Linked DNA regions of Mus musculus: region 2 is linked to region 1. Evidence: chromatin contacts called from public Hi-C data. All regions are on one chromosome and are shown on one strand. Each heading gives the region's core, a stretch centred on a gene start, on an enhancer-like site or on the middle of the called end of the contact. The rest is flanking DNA. Distances are from core to core; before and after follow the strand shown.

What was found. A called contact is a pair of places that touch in the nucleus more often than the background predicts.
Region 2: a contact with region 1 is called in a Hi-C map of the N1E-115 cell line, with 5 times the contacts expected there. The contact joins the enhancer-like site here to the promoter of Elapor2 in region 1. A contact is called at or near these places in 2 of 39 promoter capture datasets (the 3T3-L1 cell line and the C10 cell line), 1 of 484 Hi-C or Micro-C datasets (the N1E-115 cell line), 4 of 115 datasets of contacts at active chromatin or transcription factors (the 230-238 cell line, SST interneurons and stem cell-derived neural progenitor cells) and 3 of 9 other capture datasets (adipose tissue, liver and pancreatic islet).

What each region holds. Positions count from the first base shown.
Region 1 is chr5:9,263,473-9,269,241 of GRCm38.p6, reverse strand. It overlaps Elapor2 (endosome-lysosome associated apoptosis and autophagy regulator family member 2), which reads right to left and starts at 3,124. Exons shown (of 22, transcript NM_172706.4): 1 at 2,786-3,124. The coding sequence starts at 2,971.
Region 2 is chr5:9,387,383-9,393,151 of GRCm38.p6, reverse strand. All of the region lies in intron 2 of Elapor2 (endosome-lysosome associated apoptosis and autophagy regulator family member 2), which reads right to left. Among named protein-coding and RNA genes, the nearest start is that of Mir879, 15 kb to the right of the region's middle. Within about 2 kb of position 2,956, at least 10 of the 459 cell types and tissues checked have an H3K27ac peak or open chromatin away from gene starts, as enhancers often do. A contact at or near this core is called in the N1E-115 cell line and pancreatic islet, where this site is marked.

The sequences.
Region 1 (5,769 bases), core at 1,875-4,374:
GGCCCTCTGTCTCATCTCAGGCAATCATTATAAGGTGCCTCCCAGGCCAATTTTCTACATGGTCTTTTCTTTCCTTTTTCAAGTAAGCAAGGAAAGAAATCAGTCTTTGTAACAACATGGCTTATTTTATAAAAATGTTGATAGAAGGTTGAGATTTAGAGTACCCTGCAAATTTTTCCATACCCTCTTAATAACATTCATGTTATTAAGACCTGGCTTTAGTTTTCAGCCTTAAAGGCCCGGATCTTAGCTGTTCTTGATCTCTCTGAACCTCACAGGGCTGCTGTCCTTGTGTTCAGCAATGACTCCCTTTAATGTTAAGAAAACCCAGGACTGAGTAGACCATCGTGACTCCAAGCACTAAGGAGGCAAGTACCAGTCCCTCTGTAATATGGACATGAAAACAAGTGGTTAAACCATCATAATAGACAAGAAATGGCTGCTTTATTCTCCTTATTATCATAGTCCAATAGCTATCTCTCAGAGGAACTTGCTAAGCTCAAGATGGATCCCCTATATCCTCACATGCCCAGAACAGGAAGTCCTTACCCGCAAAGCCTGAGAATCATTTACCCCCTCATTTTCCTCTTCAAAATAATGGTAGATTGAAACAATGATCAAGAATACAAATTAGCTCAGCTGACTAGCCTGGGTATGGACAATCAGCTTATGCTTATGCCCGTGGGAGGCCTCTTCTCTTTCCAGTGGAGTCTCTAACCCACAGTGCCTACAGTCTGCAGGGAGAACATACGTAGATCTGTGTATTACTGGTTCTAGAAACAAACTAGCCAGAGGCTGACTCAGGAGCATCCTCCTATAGATTTTATCTTCTTTCATTTTTAAAGGGAAAAAAATCAAAATTAAGATCTAAAAGCGTGGATCACATACAATTTCTAAAACCAAGTCGATGAAAGGCTGGAATTGGGATGAGCATCGCCTTCTTGTACATTCTGTCACCCCCATGCCTCAGTTCTGTATGATTATAGTCTAGAAATAGGGATGTAGCTCAGTTGGTAGAGTGCTTGCTTAGAATAAAAGGGGCCCTAGGTTTCATCCACACCACTATATAAACTGGATGTGGTGACCTCTATCTGTAATCCTAGCAACTGGGGTATGGAGGCAGGAGGATAAGAAACTCATTACCCATCACCAGCTACATAAGGAGTTTGAACCCAGCTTGGGTTAAGAGAATGAATATATATATATATATATATATATATATATATGTATATATGTATATATATATGTATGTATAAATATATATACATATATATACGTATATGTATATATATATATATATATGCATCTCTTCTAGTGGCCTTGACCTTTCTACTTCAAAAATAGTCTTCAATTCTTCACTACTAAGAATTAGTGTTGCAAGGAACTTGGAACTTCACTTCGTTAAAGAAACGTGTGCTATAAACTGTGTCTGGGCAACTGGACAATAAAGCTTATCTTGCCACAACAGTTGTGGATGTCCAAAAAGTTGAATTCTATAGAACCCCATACACTGGTTTATTCCCAGGTGACAAGTGGCAGGATACATATCGAACCAATACTAGCACAAGCTGAAATTATGCACAGCTGTTTGTTTGCCAAGACTTTGCCCCGATTCACTAGCTACAGTACAGCTGCATATTCACACCCAAGCTTGCCATCTGACTTTCCATCATTGTGGGCTGCCCTGGGGCATGTATTGTAAGAGAAGAAGATGAAAACCCAGGGATGATGGATGGTGTCTAAAAGGAGGATACTCTCATTCCGAAGTGGTTCCAGCAAGCACAGAAACAGAATCTTGCCGTTCTTCTCAAAAGAAGCTAATGGCTAACCTATTTTTGCTGGATACCTATAAAGAACCTGTCACCCTGATTCCTAGCAATCTTCCTTAAAACAGCGTGTGTGCCTCACCTCTTCTCCAACAGAATCACTCAAAGTAGGTCAGAAATGTTACTTCCTTCCCCTCATTGATTTTCATTAAAAGAAGGCACTTTCTGGAGCATGAAAGGCAAAGGTAAACACACAAAGCAACTTCCAGTGACACCCTCTAGAAATTGTTGGCACAGTAAGTCTCGTTTTTCCCAAAAGCAGGAGAAAGATCTAATCACCCAGAATGTACCCTTCTTGGCTATAAAGCAGCAGTGATCTTAAACTGTAAAGTACTCAGCTACAGGACTTCAACCAGGTGAAGAACCTCCCCAAAGGAACATATTTGCTTTGCCCATTCTAATTTTCTACATCACCAACCCGCCTCTTTCCTAAGTACTTTCTTCTCTGCCTTCTTCACATCCATGTCTTGCCAGAATGTCAAGAGACCACACTGTTCTGTATTTGAAAGCTGAGAGCTTGAGAATTGGATGAAAGCATTTGTGGAGACTGGGGAGCAGAGAAATCAGGAGAGGGAGGGTGAGTATCTAGGTCTCTCAAAAGCTATAAAGCCTTAGTTTTCTAAATCCTATGGGGCAGGGCTTCCCCAGTCTCCTCCCCTTCCTGAAATTTCTTTCTCAAACCCAGGTCCTGAGACCTGGCTCTCCAAAGGGGGCGCAGCAAAGTCCTTCAGAAACCCCCAAACACCAGCACGGAGAGAAATACACCACCAGAAAGACAGAAAGCCTCTACACCCGCTCCTAGCCAGCTAGCAGGGGCGAGCAACTTCATCCCTGGGCAAAACGAACGCCCCTGTCCTCCAAACCCGAAAAAGGTGATGGTCACTCTGAGCCCAGGTCCCCGAGATCGCCCCACCCCACACCCCGCCTCAAACTCCAAGTGGGGACCCGGTGCTGCTCACCTCTTGGCACGCAGGAAGCGGGCGGCCAGAGGAGGACGAGTCTCCAGCCCAAACTGCCTGGCAGCCTGCGAGCGCCCAGCAGCAAATCCAGGCGGGGCTCCAGGGCAGCGAGAGCGCGCGGCGGGGACCCCCGGCCGGTCGCCCCCGATCCCTGCCTTTCGCCCGCCGCAGGGTGAGCAGCAGCATCCCGGCACTGAATGGACTCCGGCGAGGAGTCTGGGAAGCGAGGACCGTGCTCTTGCCTCCTCTGGGCTCAGCTCAACTGGGCTGATCTGCACGCTTACAGCTCGGCCGCTCGCAGCGCGGGCAGCCGGCGCCCGAGCTCCCGTCACGCCAGAGGGAGGGACCGTGGGACGCGGGCGCGGCGCGGGGGCGGGACGTGGGGCGGGGACGCGGGAGCCGGGAGCAGGTGGCGCGGGCTGCGGCTGAGGCCCAGCCCAGCACGCGTGGAGCGGTGGCGCTGCCAACCGCGCAGGAGCCTTGTGACAAGATTGAGGGATTCAGAGAGACCAGAGACTCCGGAGTGTCGCTCCTCTCTAGACCCCTGTCGACACCCTAGGGATATCTCTTATAAGGATCCACGCCTCAGAATGAATTTCTACAAGATTAGGGTTTGCTGAAATGGCAGAGAGGAAAGAGGCCTGAGGTTTGTAGTATTGAGCTCGGTTATCTCATCTATTTAATGAAAATGATAACAGTAGCCACCACGTGAGGTCGCCATGCGGGTTAATTAAGTTGATGTGCACAAAGCTCTTGGAAGGGTGCCTGCCTCACAGTAGATGGGAAAAAAGTGGTGGTACCAAACCTACTTCCTGCTGATTTAGGTATTATTTCATACAGATGTGTAGCTTTTGGCGAACAAACCTTTTTGCTTCTGGGAAAGCATTTATCCTGTACAAAAGCTGCAGTGGTGGTCTATTTTATGTGACCCACACGCACACACTAGGCAGTGAAGGGTGATATGTCAATGGGAGGAGCTCAAGGATCCTCTGACCCAACTGACACACTAAATATAAATGGACCTGAATATGTCTGCAGCAGCTACGTTCACTCAAATATATATACATTTCCTTTCGGTTTTCTTCCACTTACAGTTTAGGAGTAGCCAAACAGGTAGGTGGCTCTGTTATCGCTTCGGTTTTTATTTCCTTTGTTTGTTTTTTTATTCTTTAATCCACCAAGAATTTATGTGAGCCAAATTTATATTATCTTTGTCAACAATTAACCATATGTCTATGAATTAAAAACACTTTCTTTATTAAAACAAAGCCCATTTTATTCAACATAAGTAGATTAAAGTACAGATTTGCCTAAATAGCATTCTTTGTAACTCTCAATTAATAATTTCCTCTTAAAGGATTAAACAGCTTAGAGTTACTAAGTATACATTGCTTTTCTTTTGTGCAGGGTACATCAGAGGTGAACTTCAGTAACACACAACAGTCACAGAACTACATCAACAGCACCACAGCTACAGGCATACGTTCTACATAGATTTTTCTTCTTGCAAGTAAACCAGATTGCAATATTAAATGACCAAAAAATTTAAATCCTCTAAGCACAAAAATGTTAGTAAGTATGAATTCAAGTAGCGAATGTTTGAAACATAAATTTTATGTAAGCGGAATGAAATATTATAAAAGTGTTTCTATATGAACCTCGGAATGAGAACAATTCTAGAAAATGTGCGTGTGGATTATGCACTCCGGAACACGGATATTCTTGAAAACAATTTGACAGCATACTAAAATATTTTTACTCAGTCAGGGAACATGATGGAAGAGGAGACCAAACAAATATAAGAGCCAGAAGGAAGATAAAGAGGAGGGCTGCCTCAGGCTATCTCTAAGTACCACATAGCCTTCACAGTCCTGAATTCACATCAGCCACGCCCAGTGCACTGGGCTGTTAACAGGAAATCATGGGTCCCAGGGGACTGTAGCTCTCCTTCATGAACTATTGACTACTGATGAATTCTGGAGGAGGGACAGTTATTGCGTTCACTTGTGTCCCCAGAAGTGAGCCCACCAGGTGAATGTGTGAGCTACCAACCCACATTCACACAGATGTCCCTGGTTATGCTCAGGTGGTGACAAGACAGAACAAAAAAGCAAGCATTGAGTGTAGAAAGGGACCTGTCCGGGAAAACAGGAATGGGAGGAAGATAAGGGAGGGAAAAGTGGGAGGCACCACAGCACATTATAAACATATTTGAAATTGCCAAAGAATAAACTTAATTAGAGTTATCAAAGTATGAGTACGCCTTTAGCTTTTTAAATTTTTATTTAATTTTTTCATACACTATATATTGATATTTTTCCCTTCCCTAACTCCTTCCAGATCCTCCCCACCTCACTACCCACCCAACTTCATGTTCTTTCTGTCTTTCTGGTCATTTTTAATTCTAGCCATCTAAGAACTAGTGATTAAGGAGAGCAAGATTTTACATTCACTGTTGTTTAATTAAAAATTAAATAGCCTAAGTGCCCCCAAAAGGGGGATAGTTAAGTAAGTTATGCTCCTTCCTGTGGTAAAACTATACTGATATTAAAGTTGTATTTTCAGAGAATACTAAGAGACTTAAGGAAGTGCAATGATACTTTATCAATGTTTAAAACCTGGAGACTCACCTTAAGTAGCTGGTCTCCAGGTGTGGCAGGAGAGAGTAGGGTGTGCAGTTGGGGTGGGTTTATTGAAGAAGCCTGGTTAAAACAAAACCAAAGCTGTTGGCAGAGGTTTTCTAATAAACTAATAGCAAGACAGCTGTTTGCTTTCCTTTCTTCTTCTTTTTTTTTTACAGTATTTGTTTTCACATTCTCCATAATTATTGTAGTCTTATTATAGCCATTATGTATCATTTGCATTCTCTGTGTTCTTTTTTTGTCAAACAATTCAGCCATGGGAGAGGGATCAAATGCGCACATAAAAATGTCAAGACCAACACTTCATCAATGTTATTTGTAAAACAAAAAAAAAAAAGGTAA
Region 2 (5,769 bases), core at 1,707-4,206, 120 kb before region 1:
AAAAGGGTAGCATTAGGAAAAGCCTTGCCCTGGAAGTCAAAAGACATGAATTCTAGGTCTAGCATGGCCCCAAAGGTCCTTGTGTGTGATTACCATGCAAGCAGAAGCTAAATGGCTAAATGATCAGAACTGAACTTTCTAAGTCAAATCTTACCAATAATGATTTCTAACTTCCCATTTATAGAAAGTGTGGCTCATGAAGCTGGAATTTCTAAGTTTTTATTTGGGAATGCCTTAAGAATACAGATTTTCACCTCTCACTGTACAAAATGAAAGCTAGTCAAGAGATCCACAAAGGTACATTAATAAAACCAATTCTTGCACACTTTTTAACTGCCATTCTAAGGAGTATTTAATGAAAGTGCTGCCTCTCCTATCTGAACGCTGATTCTCAAAGTACATCTCCCTTCACACACATCCTCATATGGTCAAATCCGGTAGAATTCCTGAACTACAAGCCTGATCATCCAGGGAAACAGAACAGTATAAAACAACAGACAATCCTCATTAAATTAGCAGAAGACCTAAAAAGACTCCATTCTTTTTAAGGTAAGCAAGGGTAGTTTTCATCTTTAAAAAACAATGAAAAATACAAATGTATACTACTCTCACTGACTTCAATATTTTATCATGAAGGGGACAAGTCTCAGTTCATTGAGAACAAGATAACCTAAGGTTCAGAAGAAGAGAAAGAGACAGAAAAGGAGGGAGAGGGGAGGAAGAGAAGGAGGGAGGAAAAAGAGCAATAATAGCAAAGGTTACAGGAAGGAAAGTGTGTAGAGTACTTGGTGACTCACCAAAGGAGGCAAAGCAACACATCTGTGAAATTGTTTTTTCTCAGCTCTGGTTATGCCCCCAACACTCTAGCTCTTAGCACTTCTGTCCTGAGAACGTACCTGTCATCTTCTCCCTCCTGAGAGCCTCTCCAACCTTACTGCAGTTTTGAGAGCTGAGTTCCCTCCCTTCCTTGGGAAACATTTTATTCAGATAAGTTCCCTTAACCACAGCCCCCATCACACATTACTGTTGCCATAGGCCTGGTTCTGGCTGTTCTCAATAGTTTTGTGGGTTTTTTTTTAATCTCATCTCTTAAGGCTATCTTCCACTCCAGCCTCTCACCTGCCACTTATGGGACCCTGAGTACACTCAAGGTCCCTCCTAGAAATGAACACCAGCATTCCTATACCAAACTTCCTGAGAACAAAGTGATCCTGTCTTGGTCCACACAGAATGAGTTCTTACAAGTCTTATTAGGTATTTGTGTTTTACCAACAAAAACTGATACCCTATGAGACTGTGAGTTAGGAACCCCGGAGTGATTCAGGTGACAGAGTCCTGTAGAATTCTAGAACCTTCCCAGGCGTCATTAGAGGATTCCAGCTGTCTTTCAACAGCTTATTCTATGTTGCAAAACAAAAACAAACAAAAAACAACCCTGAAATTCTAAATGAAGAATTTTTGTAGGTAAAAATTCTGCCTATTTTTGATATTTGTTAAGTAAGGAAAACATATACTACATATAAAGCATTTAAATGCTAGGCACAAATTAGCCAAACTAACTCTGTATATAAGGACATTACTATAAACTTTCTCAATGTTCTACATGCTAGACTCTACTCTTTCTAGAAAATGAATACAAATAAAAATAAAGTCTACAGAGATGTTTAGCCAACTTAAATAACCCACAAAAATATATCTGAGCCTTTGGATCTAATCTTTTCAAAATTCCCTTTTAGCTATCCTATATACATCAATTTTTCCAAGAGTAAGATATTGGGAAAGCACATACTCCTGGAGGAGGGAGGAATACTGGTCTGCTGTGCACTGTGCCATGTTCCAAAGCACAGTTAAGGAGCCTGGGATTAGGAGATTATTTCAACTGGGTGATGGCGGTGCACACCTTTAATCCCAGCACTCAGAAGGCAGAGCCAGGTGTATCACTGTGAGTTCAAGGTCAGCCTAGTCTACAAAGTGAGTTTAAGGACAACCAAGGCTACACAAAAAAACCCTGTCTTGAAAAACAAACAAAAAGCTGCTTTCAATGCTGGGACTTTGTCTGGTGTGAACCTGTGCAGGTTTTGTGCATGCTGTCAACCTCTGTGAGTTCATGTGTCTATCAGTCATGTTGCGTCTGGAAGATGCCATTTTCTTGTCTTTATCCACCAGCCTTTACTTGTACACTCTGTTTACCTCTACCTTCCCACATAGCTCCCTGAGCCTTGAGGGGAGGGGTATGATAAAGACAAATCACATTCCAGGGGTTGGCCAACACAAAATGGCCTCCATATGTGTACACGTGAGCGTGTGTGTGAGTGTGGGGTGTGTGTGGGTGTGTATGTGTGTGTGTGGGCGGGGGGTGGTAAGAGAGATGGGGGGCGGGGGAGAAAGGAAGAAAACAGTGAGTTTTGTTTGGTATTTTGTCTTACAAATTTTCTTTTTCATTTTTTTTTCTTTTATGGGCGAGAGAAAGAGAGAATAAACATGAAGTTGAGTGGGCAGGGAGATGGGGAAGATCTTAAAAGAGTTGGGAGGATATGAAAGAATATGATCAAAATAAATTTTAATAAAAGTGGTCCACGTCCTCATCTGTCTGGTGTCCAAATTTAGTTCTGACTGTGACCTGTGTTTCCATGCTTTACTTCAGTTCTTCTGTTTAAAACATTCCAGAAGATGCAGTAGAAGATGGTTTTATGGCTGCTGTGATAACTAAATAATTTAAGTCATGCACATCTAGCATTTAAATGTGTGTCTGCCACACAGCAAAGATTATTTACTTTTAGTACTTCAACTACCATTCCTACTAAACTGTACTGTGTATTTATGACTCCAGACAAATGAATTGCATTTTTTTGCTCACAACCTTAGAACCCGTGGGTATCTTCAGGTTGAAAGCCATTCATTGTCCTTGGCGTGACCCAGGAGAAGACTGGGACATTTACCAGAATCCCTGACTCACCCACACTTCCCTTGGAAGCTAGCCATGCAGTCCTCACAGAGGACTCAGGAAAACCCAGACCCACTGCAGTCAGCGGGGGTGCCTATGCCCAGCAAGCACCTTTATGTTACCAAGAGGAAGAGCTTTAGGATCCACTTGGGGCGGGGGGTTGTTCTCGGTGAATTAACGTGGCTGGTACCAAATGTATGGAGCTTAAATCCCTTTATAGCCCTAAATCAGGATACGTGTTTTTCCCACATGAACCAACGAGAGATTAATAGTTTTCCAAGGTTGCCCAGCTGGTAATTGATGACTCTGAGCTTGAAGCTCACATCTGCTTCACTGTGAGGCATTTGATGCCATCTGAGTACCTTCTGTCCTTGCTGAGATCATCCTGGATACTACGGTGCCCCACCCTTCACACCTTTTCTGCAGTGGCTTTATTTACTTCTCCCTGGCTGACATGAAAATCTCTGAAAACACGGAAATGTTCATGATTTTCTATCCTTCTTGTCAGTAACCATAAGGGACATTTAATAAATGCTTCTTCAAAATTATGGAATATTTTTCTCAGAGACAAATGAGTTAGAACTGAGGTTAGGCTATCAGACACCACTAAAAGCCATTAACAAGACACCACTGTAGAAATGTTGCAATGGAAAACTACAAAGAAATTACACAACATGCTTTAAATCATAGCATTACTAACTTCCCATAACATTTACTATGTTAGTCAAGCATGACAATAGATGGCGGCAAAATACAATTGCATATATATGGTACATAAAGTGATGTTCTGATGTACATGTTCTAGGTAAAATTTGAATTGAGCTAATTAACATATCTCTTACCCTGAATAATTGGTGTTTATTCCTCCTGACTAAATGGAACATTATGTGTCTTACTAACACTTCCCCATTCTACTCCCTGCTTCTGTGACTTCAGCTGGTTTAAATTTCATACGTAAGTGAGAGTGCGGTGTTTGTCTTTCTGCTTCTGTAGTGTCTTTCATGATTTACTGAGCATAATGACTTCCAGCATCACCCACACTTTTAAAAATGATATAACTCGGAACTTTCTGAGGACAGTATACAATTCTATAAATAAATATAAAACACAGTCTATATTTTCTTTATCAATTTTTGTTTTATTTATTTTTTGAAACAATAATACTTGGTACCCTAGGCTGCTCTGGAATGTTTATGTAGTCCAGATTGGCTCCAAATCCAAGGAGATCTTCCTACTTTCACCTTCCAAGTACAGGTATATCACATACATGAATCACACACACACACATACACACACACACACACACACACACATTCATTTCTTAAAAGAGGTATGTGTGTATATATGCATGTATAAGTGTACATGTTTCTGTGTGAATGAATGTACACATATGTGTGTGGATATATATATGTCTTTATCCATGCATGGAGGCCAGACAATGGCATGAGGTGTCCTCTTTCAGTTTCTGCTTTGCTCCTTTGAAGCAGGCATCTCTCTGGATCTGGGACTAGTGTTTTCTCAGTTAGGTGCTGAGCTCCTCATGCCTCTGCCCGACGAGGACCTGGACATTGGTTTGTCTTGTAGGTGATGATATCTAAACTCCAGTCATCATGACCACAGAACAACAGGTCCTTCCTGATTAAGCAGTCTTGCTTGCCCTTCCATTAATGTTTTAAAAATTAAGCTGACTCATCAGCAATCATGAATAGTGACACAATAAACACCACTAGTCAGGTACTCTTTGACATAATGGTTTCAAAATCTTAGGACATGTTCCCAGAAGTGGGATTGCTGGATTGCATGATAATTCTGCCTTCAGGAATTTAAAAATGTTATTAGTGTATACTAATTACACAAAATAGTAGGTTTCTTTGTGACATTTTCATAACAACATATAAGATACTCATGTGTATTTCCCCACTACTAACACTTGCCTGCTCCTTACTTCTTCTCCCTTTAATGCTCCACATCTAAGAGAAAATCCATGGTCCCCATTTTCTCTTACTAAGGGTTGTATTATTTAACATGATTCTATCCAATTCCATCAATTTTCCTTCTTTATAGTTGAGTAAGAAACCACCCAATATTACTTTCCTTAATTACTGTATTAATTACAGTAATTAAGTATTATTAATTTACATTTGTACCAACAGCCTATTTTCTACCAAGGGTCTATTTTTCTCTATAGCTTCTGCATTTATCTTTTATTGGTTAATAGCTCTCATGAAAGATATGAATAACATTTTCTCTATGGCTTCTACTGCATTTCTCTAATCCTAGAGATGATAGACAACTAACTCCACATATAGTTGTCAACCATTTATATCCTTTTTGAGAAATATAATTATATACATTCAGGCCATTTTCTAATATTTTTAACTTTTGTGCTTGTTTGATATTGAATGTTTTAATCTCCTGTTTATTTGATATGATAAGCCCTCCATTAGCCTTGAAAATATTTTTTCCAATTCTGTAGGTTGCCTCCGACCCAATATGTCCCGCACTGTGCTGTTCTTTAGTTTGTTATGTTTTTGAGTTTACCTATGAGCTTTGGAATCAAATGCAGAATAATACCAGTTCATCCCAAGAATACATACTCTTTCCTCTATGTTCTTCTTGTAGTTCATTTCCAAGTCTTAAGTTTAAATCCTTCATCCGCTCTGAATATGTTGTATTTAAAGGTCCTTTTTTATTCTTTTGCATGTGGATACTCTCTTTTCTAATACTTTATTGGTAAGACTGCCCTTCCTTATAGTGTATTTTTGGCACTCACGGGTCCCAAGGTACAATTTGGAGCCCAGTTCTTAGCAGCAGAGGATAAATGA